Regions from separate parts of the Mus musculus genome. Here region 2 is linked to region 1. Evidence: chromatin contacts called from public HiChIP or PLAC-seq data. All regions are on one chromosome and are shown on one strand. Each heading gives the region's core, a stretch centred on a gene start, on an enhancer-like site or on the middle of the called end of the contact. The rest is flanking DNA. Distances are from core to core; before and after follow the strand shown.

Region 1 (4,596 bases), core at 639-3,138:
CATTCTTGTTAACCCTGCATATTTATCATAAGTCTTTATAATTTTAGTCATTCTGGCTAAACACGGTATTTCGTTAAAGTATGCATTTCTATTTTTCTGATGCTGTCCACCTTAACCTTGAATGGTCTTTGTGTCAATGTGACTTTTTAAGGCTTTTGCCTACTTTTTGAAATTAGGCATTTGTCTTCCTACTGATTTGTAATTTTTTTTTTTGGTTTTTCTGAGACAGGGTTTCTCTGTGTAGCCCTGACTGTCCTGGAACTCAGAAATCCGCCTGCCTCTGCCTCTGGAGTGCTGGGATTAAAGGCGTGCGCCACCACGCCCGGCTGTAATTATTTTTAAAAATTTTATTTATTTTATATATGTGACTACACTGTCAATGTCTTCAGACATACCAGAAGAGGGCATTGGATTTCATTACAGATGGTTGTGAGCCACCATGTAGTTGCTGGGAATTGAACTCAGGACCTTTGGAAGAATAGTCAGTGCTCTTAACCACTGAGCCATCATCTCTCCAGTCCCCTGATTTGCAGTTCTTTATGTAGTCTTACTGATTCCTTTTTCTGACACATACTTTGCAAATATCTTTTCCAAGGGTGTGGTAGGTCTTCATCTCCTACTTGTGTCTTTTGATATGTAAATTAATCTATTTGTTGTATCTGTGTTAGGAATTGAACCCAGAACCTTTCCTATGGCTGACTAGGCAAGAGCTTTACCACACCACTACTCCCATCCCCAGTACAGATTAAAAAAAGTTTAGATTTATTTATTTAATTTTATGTGCATGAATGTTAAGCTTGCATGTGAGTATGTGCATCTTATGTGTGCTTGGTTTTCTTGGATGTCAGAAGAATACCATGTCTGATACCTTGGAATTGGAGTTATGGAGGGTTGTAAACTGCTATGTGTGTGCTGGGAACTGAACCCAGGTGTTCTACTTAACTGCTGCACCATCTTTCTAGTTCCATTTTATTTTTTAAAAATTTATTTTTTTTAGGTTTTTTTTTTTTTTTTTTTGAGACAGAGTTTCCCTGTGTAGCCTTGGCTGTTCTGGAACTCACTCTGCAGACTAGGCTGGCCTTGAACTCATATCTGTCTGTCTCTGCCTCCTGAGTGCTGGATTCAAAGGTGAGCACCACTACTGTCTGGCCAGAAATGATTAATTTCAATGTACTATAATAGTCTTAAAAAACCCTTCATCTGCCGGACGTGGTGCTGCACGCCTTCAATCCCAGCACTCGGGAGTCAGAGGCAGGAGGATTTCTGAGTTCGAGGCCAGCCTGGTCTACAAAGTGAGTTCCAGGACAGCCAGAGCTATACAGAGAAACCCTGTCTCGAAAAACAAAACAAAACAAAAAACATCGTCTTTGCCTTCAGAGAGCCTGGATTACAACATTGCCATTTACTGACTTAGACTGTTAGCCTTAGTTGTTAGCATACTCGGAAAATGATAATATTTTATACAGGTCATAGTTTTATAAGAACCTGACAAAATAAATATGGACAACGGTCACATAGAATAGTTCACTAAGTAGTGTTGCCATTAGGCTTATTGTTTTTCGGAACCCCAGGGGAGCCGCTGTTGCCTGAGGGCACACTTGTAGGGAAAGTTCAGCCAAAGGGGTGGGTTTTTGGCCCAGGATAGTGATGGTGACGGCTACTACTTGGACCCTAGAATCACCAAGGGCACACTCCTCTCCTCAAGCCTCATGTTTTACTTGCTTTGCCTCCCGTTTCCGGAGCTGCAACCCTGAGGGGACCCTCTTCTCCTTCCTCAGCCTCAATCTAGGTGGGAGGTGGCGAAAGCAGAGCGGGAACATTGTGTAGGCGGAACTCGAGTGCAGCAGTGGGAGGCTTCCGGGGGAACAGCACCGGTGACGGGTCGGCGGAGACAGAAAAGTGCTGGACGCCGGGCCGATCATGGAAGCTTGACAACCTGCAGGCAGGCTCTGGGAGGCCGAGACATCGGCGAAGAGAACAGAGAGTCGGCGGGGACAGGTAGGGGAGGGCACGAGGGCAGGCTGTGCTAGTCTAGGCTGGACTTCCAGCTTCGCTCAGGCAGGCGTTCCCAAGAAAGCCGATGGCCACACCGCCCCGCCCCCGTTGCAGGACGCCTGGAGGCTCCTTACTCTGTGCTGGTGGCTACGAGCAAGACCGCCAGTCCTGACGTCCACTCTAGTTGGCGATCCTCACATTCCACGCGGTGGCTGCCTTCGGTCTGCCCCTTCCGGTAGAGGCTGTCTTCTTTGACTCTTTTTGATCCATCAGAATAGCGTCCTCTCGAGATGGGAATTCATCTCTACTCTGTCCCTATCCGCCTTCTTGAGGAGCCTCCCATTTCAGGAGAAAACGTTGATCATCTTATTCTATCCACTCTCAATCCCCACTTGCTTTGCTCTTGAAGTTGAGATCTTCTCCCCATCCCATCCACATCTCCTTCCCACCCTACTTCTGCTTAGTATCTTGACTGAGAGTCACATCTATTCTTTTTAGTTGTGTCTGCTTGGGGTGGGGACCCGGCTTTGTTCCTCCTTTTCTAACTTAATCTTCTCTCCTGTCTTCTCCTCACTTGACTTTTTCTCCTTTTTTCTTCCCCCTCTACTCCCCCTCCTCTCCTCCTCCTCCTCCTTCTCTTCCTTCTCTTCCTCTCCCTCCTTCTTCCATTCTTCAGCTTTATCCTCCCCCCTCTCCCCTCCCAGAACTCTTTGTTTTCTAGTACTTCACTTTTTCTTTTTCTGACAGGACCTCCTTAAGTAACCCCAAGTGAGGCAATCTACTTTCTTTTCCTAATATCCTGAAGGGGCTGTGCATAACTCCACAGGAAAACAGTATCTTTTGCACCAAACATGTTTTGACATGTTTTTTTTTTTTCTTTATTCACTGACACACCCCTTTTTCATTTTTGTCACACTCTTTCAGTGTGTATCATTTCTGGAAGACAGGTCTTACGTGGGATTCCTTTAGAGTCCATACACACTCAGTTTTTATTCATATTATACAATTGAGGAACTCTTCTGTACCTAACATTCTCCAAGATGACAGTACAGTATCTGCATTGGAGAGATGGTTCTTCAGTTAAGAGCATGGGCACCCACATGATGGCTCCAAGCATCTGTAACTCCAGTCTCTGGGGATCTGATGCCCTCTCTGGCTTCCTTAGGCCACATGTTCACCCCTCATACATGCAGTCAAAATGCTCTCATAGAGAAAATAAATTAATTATAAAACAATATCTGCACTGTTTTCCTTATATCCTGTTACAAAGATTTTGTACAAATTCTGGAGTCATGTTTGTTAAAATGTCTGAATCATCAGGAGGTCAAAGATGTATTTCCCTACTTAAACAGAATGTATTTTCTAGATTTGAATTGTCACTGCTTAAGTTTGTAAATAGTTTTCCCATAGTCTTTGCTTAAATGATGCTTTATTTCATTACTGGGCACATTACAACCTAGTGCCTTGTATGATATGCTAAGCATCACATTGTGGAGTTTTTGATTAAATGAAGTGTGGCTCTTGCCTTCACTCTGTTTCTGACGTGTGCCTGCCTGCAGGTGGGATTCTAATGACACAAAATTTGCCTCTGTGCATGGGTAGCATTCTTTGTCTCTTAGCCCAAACCTGCAAGTGAGGTAGATACACAATATTCATAAATAAACTCCTTTGTGTCCTGGTCAGCTTTATGGACTTAAAAGGTAATACTACTGAGGTAACAGATAGGGAAGTGTACTTTAGAATTGAGGACAGAATATCTTTAACTCCAGGCTGAATTCTGTTCATCTCACAAAGTGGCTATTGTATCTCAATTCAGGAGTTGTTTTTGTGGAGATTTTGAAGTTAGAGTATCCTTGTGTCTAAACCAGCTTAAATTCACACTTTGGAAAGGAGAAGGTAGTGGATGACTGACCCATTTTCCTTTTGGACAGATCTCAAGACCAGAGAATGGCAGGTGAACAGAAACCCTCAAGTAACCTCTTGGAGCAGTTCATTTTATTAGCCAAAGGTACCAGTGGCTCAGCCCTCACCACTCTCATAAGCCAGGTGCTAGAGGCTCCTGGAGTTTATGTTTTTGGAGAACTGCTGGAGTTGGCCAATGTTCAGGAGGTAAGAATAGTTTTCAGACAGTTTCTCTATCTCCTCTATGCTATGCTTTTTTTGATTCTCCAGGTTTCCAGCGAATTTCAACACTGAAGTCTTGTAGATTTGTTTGGTATCCTGTTAGTGGAAAGATGGGGATTGGTGGGCCAGGGGTGGAGATCAAGGATAATGTCTTAGAGTTCTTTTAGTCAGTGTTCCCCTTGAACTTGGATCAATTAGATTGAGTTGTTAGCTATCTGAAAGATAGTAGGAAAGTCCAATCTTGACATAAAGTAATATTCTAAGTGTTTGATTGTTACAGTCAGAGTTTTTCGTCATTGTATATTAGTAGCCAGGTGGAACAAAGAGATGCAAAGCAATTTATGCTTCTCAACCTCCACTTGTCACTTTAGATGCTTGAGTTTTCTTTGCTTTGAGAAAATTGCAGGCATATGTAAGCACTGAAGGGAGTTCTCAGGTGATTCCGTGTGTTGGTGGGGCAGGCTCTCTTCCCTTTGC
Region 2 (4,674 bases), core at 209-2,708, 400 kb after region 1:
GAGAAAACTTTTTTTTTTTTTTTTTTTTTTTTTTGGTTTTTCAAGACAGGGTTTCTCTGTGTATAGTCCTGGCTGTCCTGGAACTCACTCTGTAGACCAGGCCGGCCTATGCCTCCCAACTGCTGGGATTAAAGGCATGCGTCACCACTGCCCGGCCAGGGGAAACTTTGAGACCACAAGAATGAAGAGGTCAGAGCCATTTTCCTTATGAAGGAGGCTGAGGCTCCATTCAGGAATTGTGGGTATGCTCGGATCTCAAGCCTGGTCACTTGGATGGCTTCTTGTAGAGACCTTTAGCTGCATCTGTCTCCAAACTGCTTCCCAACCCCTGGAACGGGCTCTGAAGCTGTCCTTGCCTATAGCATGCAAGGCCTTGTGAGTACCAGGTATGAGGCCTGATTGCTAGAGAAGACAGGATCTCATAGAGTCTCTTGCTATTTGCAATAGGGATCATTCTTGGAATAATCCGAAAAGTAGAGTTTAAGAAATTTTGAAGAAAAAAAAATCTAATATTACAGATTCCAGACTTGTTATATAGAAGAAGAAGAAGAGGAGGAGGAGGAGGAGGAGGAGGAAGAAGAGGAAGAAGAAGAGGAAGAAGAAGAGGAAGAAGAAGAGGAAGAAGAAGAGGAAGAAGAAGAAGAAGAAGAAGAAGAAGAAGAAGAAGAAGAAGAAGAAGAAGAAGAAGAAGAAGAAGAAGAAGACGAGGAGGAGGAGGAGGAGGAGGGGGGGGGGAAGAGGAAGAAAGAAGAAGAAGGAGACGGAGAGAAGAAGAAGGAGAAGGAAAAAGAGAAGAAGAAGAAGGAGAAGGAGAAAGAGAAGGAGAAGAAGGAGGAGGAGGAGAAGGAGAAGAAGAAGAAGAAGAAGAAGAAGAAGAAGAAGAAGAAGAAGAAGAAGAAGAAGAGGAGGAGGAGGAGGAGGAGGAGGAGGAGGAGGAGGAGGAAGAAAAGTGAACAGTAGGGATTGGAGAGATGGTTCAGTGGTTAAGAGCACTGACTGCTCTTCTGGAGGTCCTGAGTTGAATTCCCAGCAACCACATGATAGCTCACAACCACTTGTAATGGGATCCGATGCCCTCTTCTGGTGTGTCTGAAGACAGCTATAGTGTACTTGTATTAATAAAAATAAATAAATCTTTTTTAAAATTTTTTTTAAAATAATGTGAACAGTAACTGCTGTTCTCCAAGTGCCCCTGTTGTCATTTTTAAAAAGCCATAGTTCTTTCTTTCATGGAGGGTGATCAATCACAAGGGTCACTGCATACATCTAGGATAGAAGCTGTGTTACATAGATTCGGTGTGTGGAGAGTTGCTGAGTTCCTCTCTTTCCTTCTTTCTCAAAGGTATCAGCCAGGCGTCATAGTCCCATCTCGTGTCTCAGGCAGCTATCCTATCTTCTCTTCCCTCTTTGTGACATTGATGACCATTCATCCAAACAAATGGAAACACTTCCCATGGGCCATTCAGTGCAAGTCTTCCACGTGGCCTTGCTTTGTGCTGGGGAAGAGTGTAGACCTCAGCTGTCTCTTGAATTCTGCTAGGGCCTGGTAGTCTAAACTGCCAGAAGGCAGCAACCTCTGCATTTTGTTCATCCATGTGGCACCAGTCAGTGTTGAGAGAGAGAGAGAGAGAGAGAGAGAGAGAGAGAGAGAGAGAGAGAGAGAGAGAGAGAAGAGAGAGAGAGAGAGGAGAGAGAGAGAGATTAAGTACAGTCTGTCTTTGCAGATCCTTGAAGAGTGGTTTGGCCGCACTATCATCCGTTCTTGCACCAAACTGAGCTACGACCATGCCCAGAGCATGATCGAAAATCCAACTGAGAAGATCCCTGAGGAAGAGCTTCCCCCAATTTCTCCAGAGCACAGCGTCGAGGAGGTGCACCAGGCAGTCCTGAACCTGCACAGCATTGCAAAGCAACTCCGCCGCCAGCGCTTTGTAGATGGCGCACTCCGTTTAGATCAGGTCAGTGAGTCTCTTTTGTTTTATGTGGTCTTGAGTTTGGCTTGTGCCCAAAACTCAAGGGTGAGAAATATCCTGGTGGCCTCTTTCTCTCCACCTATTTCCCCTGCCCCTGCCACACCATGGTAATATGAGTTAGGGTAAGATGGTATCTGTGTACAGAGTTCTGTGACTCCCAGCTGCTCTTACCTGGAAAACCTGTGTCCATGATTGAATTCTCACTTGTAGATGGCATTGCTGTGACAGGTCCCTGGGACAAAGAAGGGAGGAAGGACATATTTTTGGCTTGTGGTTTCAGAGGCTCTTGGAACATAGCTCTGTTGTTTCTGGCCCATAGTTGGGGGGGGGGGTGGCATGTGAGAAGTATGTGGCCCAGTGGAGCTGCTTGTCTCATGGCAGCCAGTAAGCAGAGAGACAGAGGCATGTGAAGGAGCAGAGGCAAGATAGACTTTCCAGGGTACACCCCCAGTGATATCAATGAATCCAACAGCTGGTTCTTTGAGAAGATAAGCAAGATTGACAGACCCTTGGTCCAAGTAGCCAAAAGAAATAAAGAAGGCCCACATTAACAGAGTCAGAAATGAACAGGGAAACATTACAACAGATGCCTAAGAAATTCAGAGTTTCATAAGGGCATACTTTAAAAAACTGTACTCTATTAGAAATGGATGAGTTTCTAGATTCAGCCAAACCACCAAAATTAAACCAAAAAGAAGTCAACAACCTAAACAGACCCATAACAAATAAGATTGAAACAGTAAAAACAAAACAAAACAACAAAAAACTTCCAGCTACAAAGAAAAATCTAGGGCCAGATGGATTCACAGGAAAATTTTACCAGATGTTCAAAGAAGATCTGCACCGAGTTGTCCTTAAACTATTCAAAAAGTAGAGGCAGAGGGAGCACTCCCAGGTCTCCTCTGTGAAGCCTTTATGTCACCAGTTCTCTCCGCTCATGGAGATTACTTCCTCTGCTCCTTGCTTCATGCTTGGTGTCCTGAGGCTGCAGCCCACCATCCTGTCATCTCCACCAACAGTCCCTCCCTGATTCCAAGAGGCTAAGTTGATGCTAATGACACCAGAACTTGTGTCTGACCTTTCTCCCTCACTCAAGCCTAGCTTCTTTACCTGCCTTATCTGCCTGACTGCCCTTCAGCAGCACAGTGGTGCTCACTCACCCTTCCTTCTGCAGAAAGCAGTGCTTGATGCCCACAGCATGGCACACAGGCTTCCCAGCATCCTCTTCTCCCACTGATACACTGGAGCATTATATATGTGCCCCCAACCCAAGTGTACCAGTCGCACAGATTTTTGTAATTATGCTTAGACTAAACATTAGACAGACAGATCATATACAACTCTCAAAAGGAAGCTGTTTATTCTGTAAACACATCCATGTTTTAGAAAGACAAGTCTTCAGAATGTCTTTAGGAAGACTGAAGTCACTTTACAAATGAACCGTGGGGCTTAGGAAAGTCTTTAGAAAATGAATTGGGTTTAGTTTTCTCAAAAAGACTAGGAATCTATGATGTTGGCACCTATAATCTCATCTCTCAGGAAGCCAAAACAGGAAGATTGAAAGTTCAAGGCCATATAAGATGTATGTCAAGATCATGTGGCAAGGAAGAATAAGAGGAGGAAGCAGAGGAGGAGGAAGAGGAAGAGGAGGAAGAGGAGGAAGAGGAGGAGGAAGAGGAAGGAGGAGGAGGAAGGAAGGTGGAGAGAAAGGCAATAAAAAGAATAAATTTAGTTTTCTCTCACTCTGTAGCTCAGGTTGAACTTGAACTCATGGCTAGCCCCCTGCCTCAGCTTCCCAAATGGTAGGATTATAGGTGTGAGCCACCAAACCAGATACTAACTTGTATTCTTTAAGTCTTACTTTTTTTCAAAAATGGTTTAGAAACATATATCTATGTAAATTAAGTTATAATACAAAATGTTAGGTTGTATATTATGTATGCCTTTTCTGCATGATTCTCTTATTTACTTAACTTTTACAATGAAAAACCAGCTGTTACCCAAGCCCATCAAATGAGGAAGTTTCTGAAGTACCATTTCCAGATGTTTCCCCACTAAGATGCTATAATAAAATTCAACTGGATTAATTCATCTGTGAAACTGGAGGGAGGGGGAGAAAATAGCGGCAACTTATCTCTGTCCCATTGGAAGAGGTGTGGTCATCATCGTAATGACCATAGATTATTGATGGAGAATGAGCAGTTAGTATGTCTGATACTCAGAATTGTATTACTGAAAAGACTTTAGATATCTGTATCCCAGTGGGCCTCCTAACTCATAAATGAGAAGGCTGAGGTCCCCACAGGTAGATGGGTTGCTTATTGCCAGGCATCCAAGTAGCTCTTTGTTTGGTTTTCCTCCATTTATTACACTATGCTGACATAAGAGAAAAAAGTTTGCCTTTAAAGTGAAAGGGGAAAACACCCTCAAAAACCTAATTAGGTTCCAGTTAATTAAGGTTTGAAAGTAATGAATTTGTATCCTTGGAGTTGATCCCTTCATTCGCCAGAAAACAAGTCTGTAGACCCCCACATAAGATGGAGACATCAATCTTTGCAGCCAAGGACACTGGTGAGGCCGTTTATAAATCAGCTAAATGGCTTTATTCAGAAGCCCTGCGTTTGTTCTCCCGTCCCTGTTGCCTTCTTTGCCCTCACAAGTTCATTTTTCCTTGGTGCCTTTTCAGTGGCCTGCTGTTTGC

Evidence for each region. HiChIP or PLAC-seq counts read pairs in DNA pulled down with a chosen protein or histone mark.
Region 2: a contact with region 1 is called in an H3K4me3 HiChIP or PLAC-seq map of the SCID.adh cell line, with 9 read pairs. The contact joins two enhancer-like sites. A contact is called at or near these places in 9 of 115 datasets of contacts at active chromatin or transcription factors (the SCID.adh cell line, acute myeloid leukemia, bone marrow-derived macrophages and 4 more) and 2 of 9 other capture datasets (adipose tissue and liver).

The regions. Positions count from the first base shown.
Region 1 is chr1:86,585,238-86,589,833 of GRCm38.p6, forward strand. It overlaps Cops7b (COP9 signalosome subunit 7B), which reads left to right. Exons shown (of 8, transcript NM_172974.3): 2 at 1,779-1,998; 3 at 3,927-4,104. The coding sequence starts at 3,943. Among named protein-coding and RNA genes, the nearest start is that of Cops7b, 4.6 kb to the left of the region's middle. Within about 2 kb of position 1,889, at least 278 of the 459 cell types and tissues checked have an H3K27ac peak or open chromatin away from gene starts, as enhancers often do. A contact at or near this core is called in the SCID.adh cell line, where this site is marked.
Region 2 is chr1:86,988,368-86,993,041 of GRCm38.p6, forward strand. It overlaps Dis3l2 (DIS3 like 3'-5' exoribonuclease 2), which reads left to right. Exons shown (of 21, transcript NM_153530.2): 13 at 1,725-1,958. Among named protein-coding and RNA genes, the nearest start is that of Gm41909, 63 kb to the left of the region's middle. Within about 2 kb of position 1,459, at least 1 of the 459 cell types and tissues checked has an H3K27ac peak or open chromatin away from gene starts, as enhancers often do. A contact at or near this core is called in the SCID.adh cell line, where this site is marked.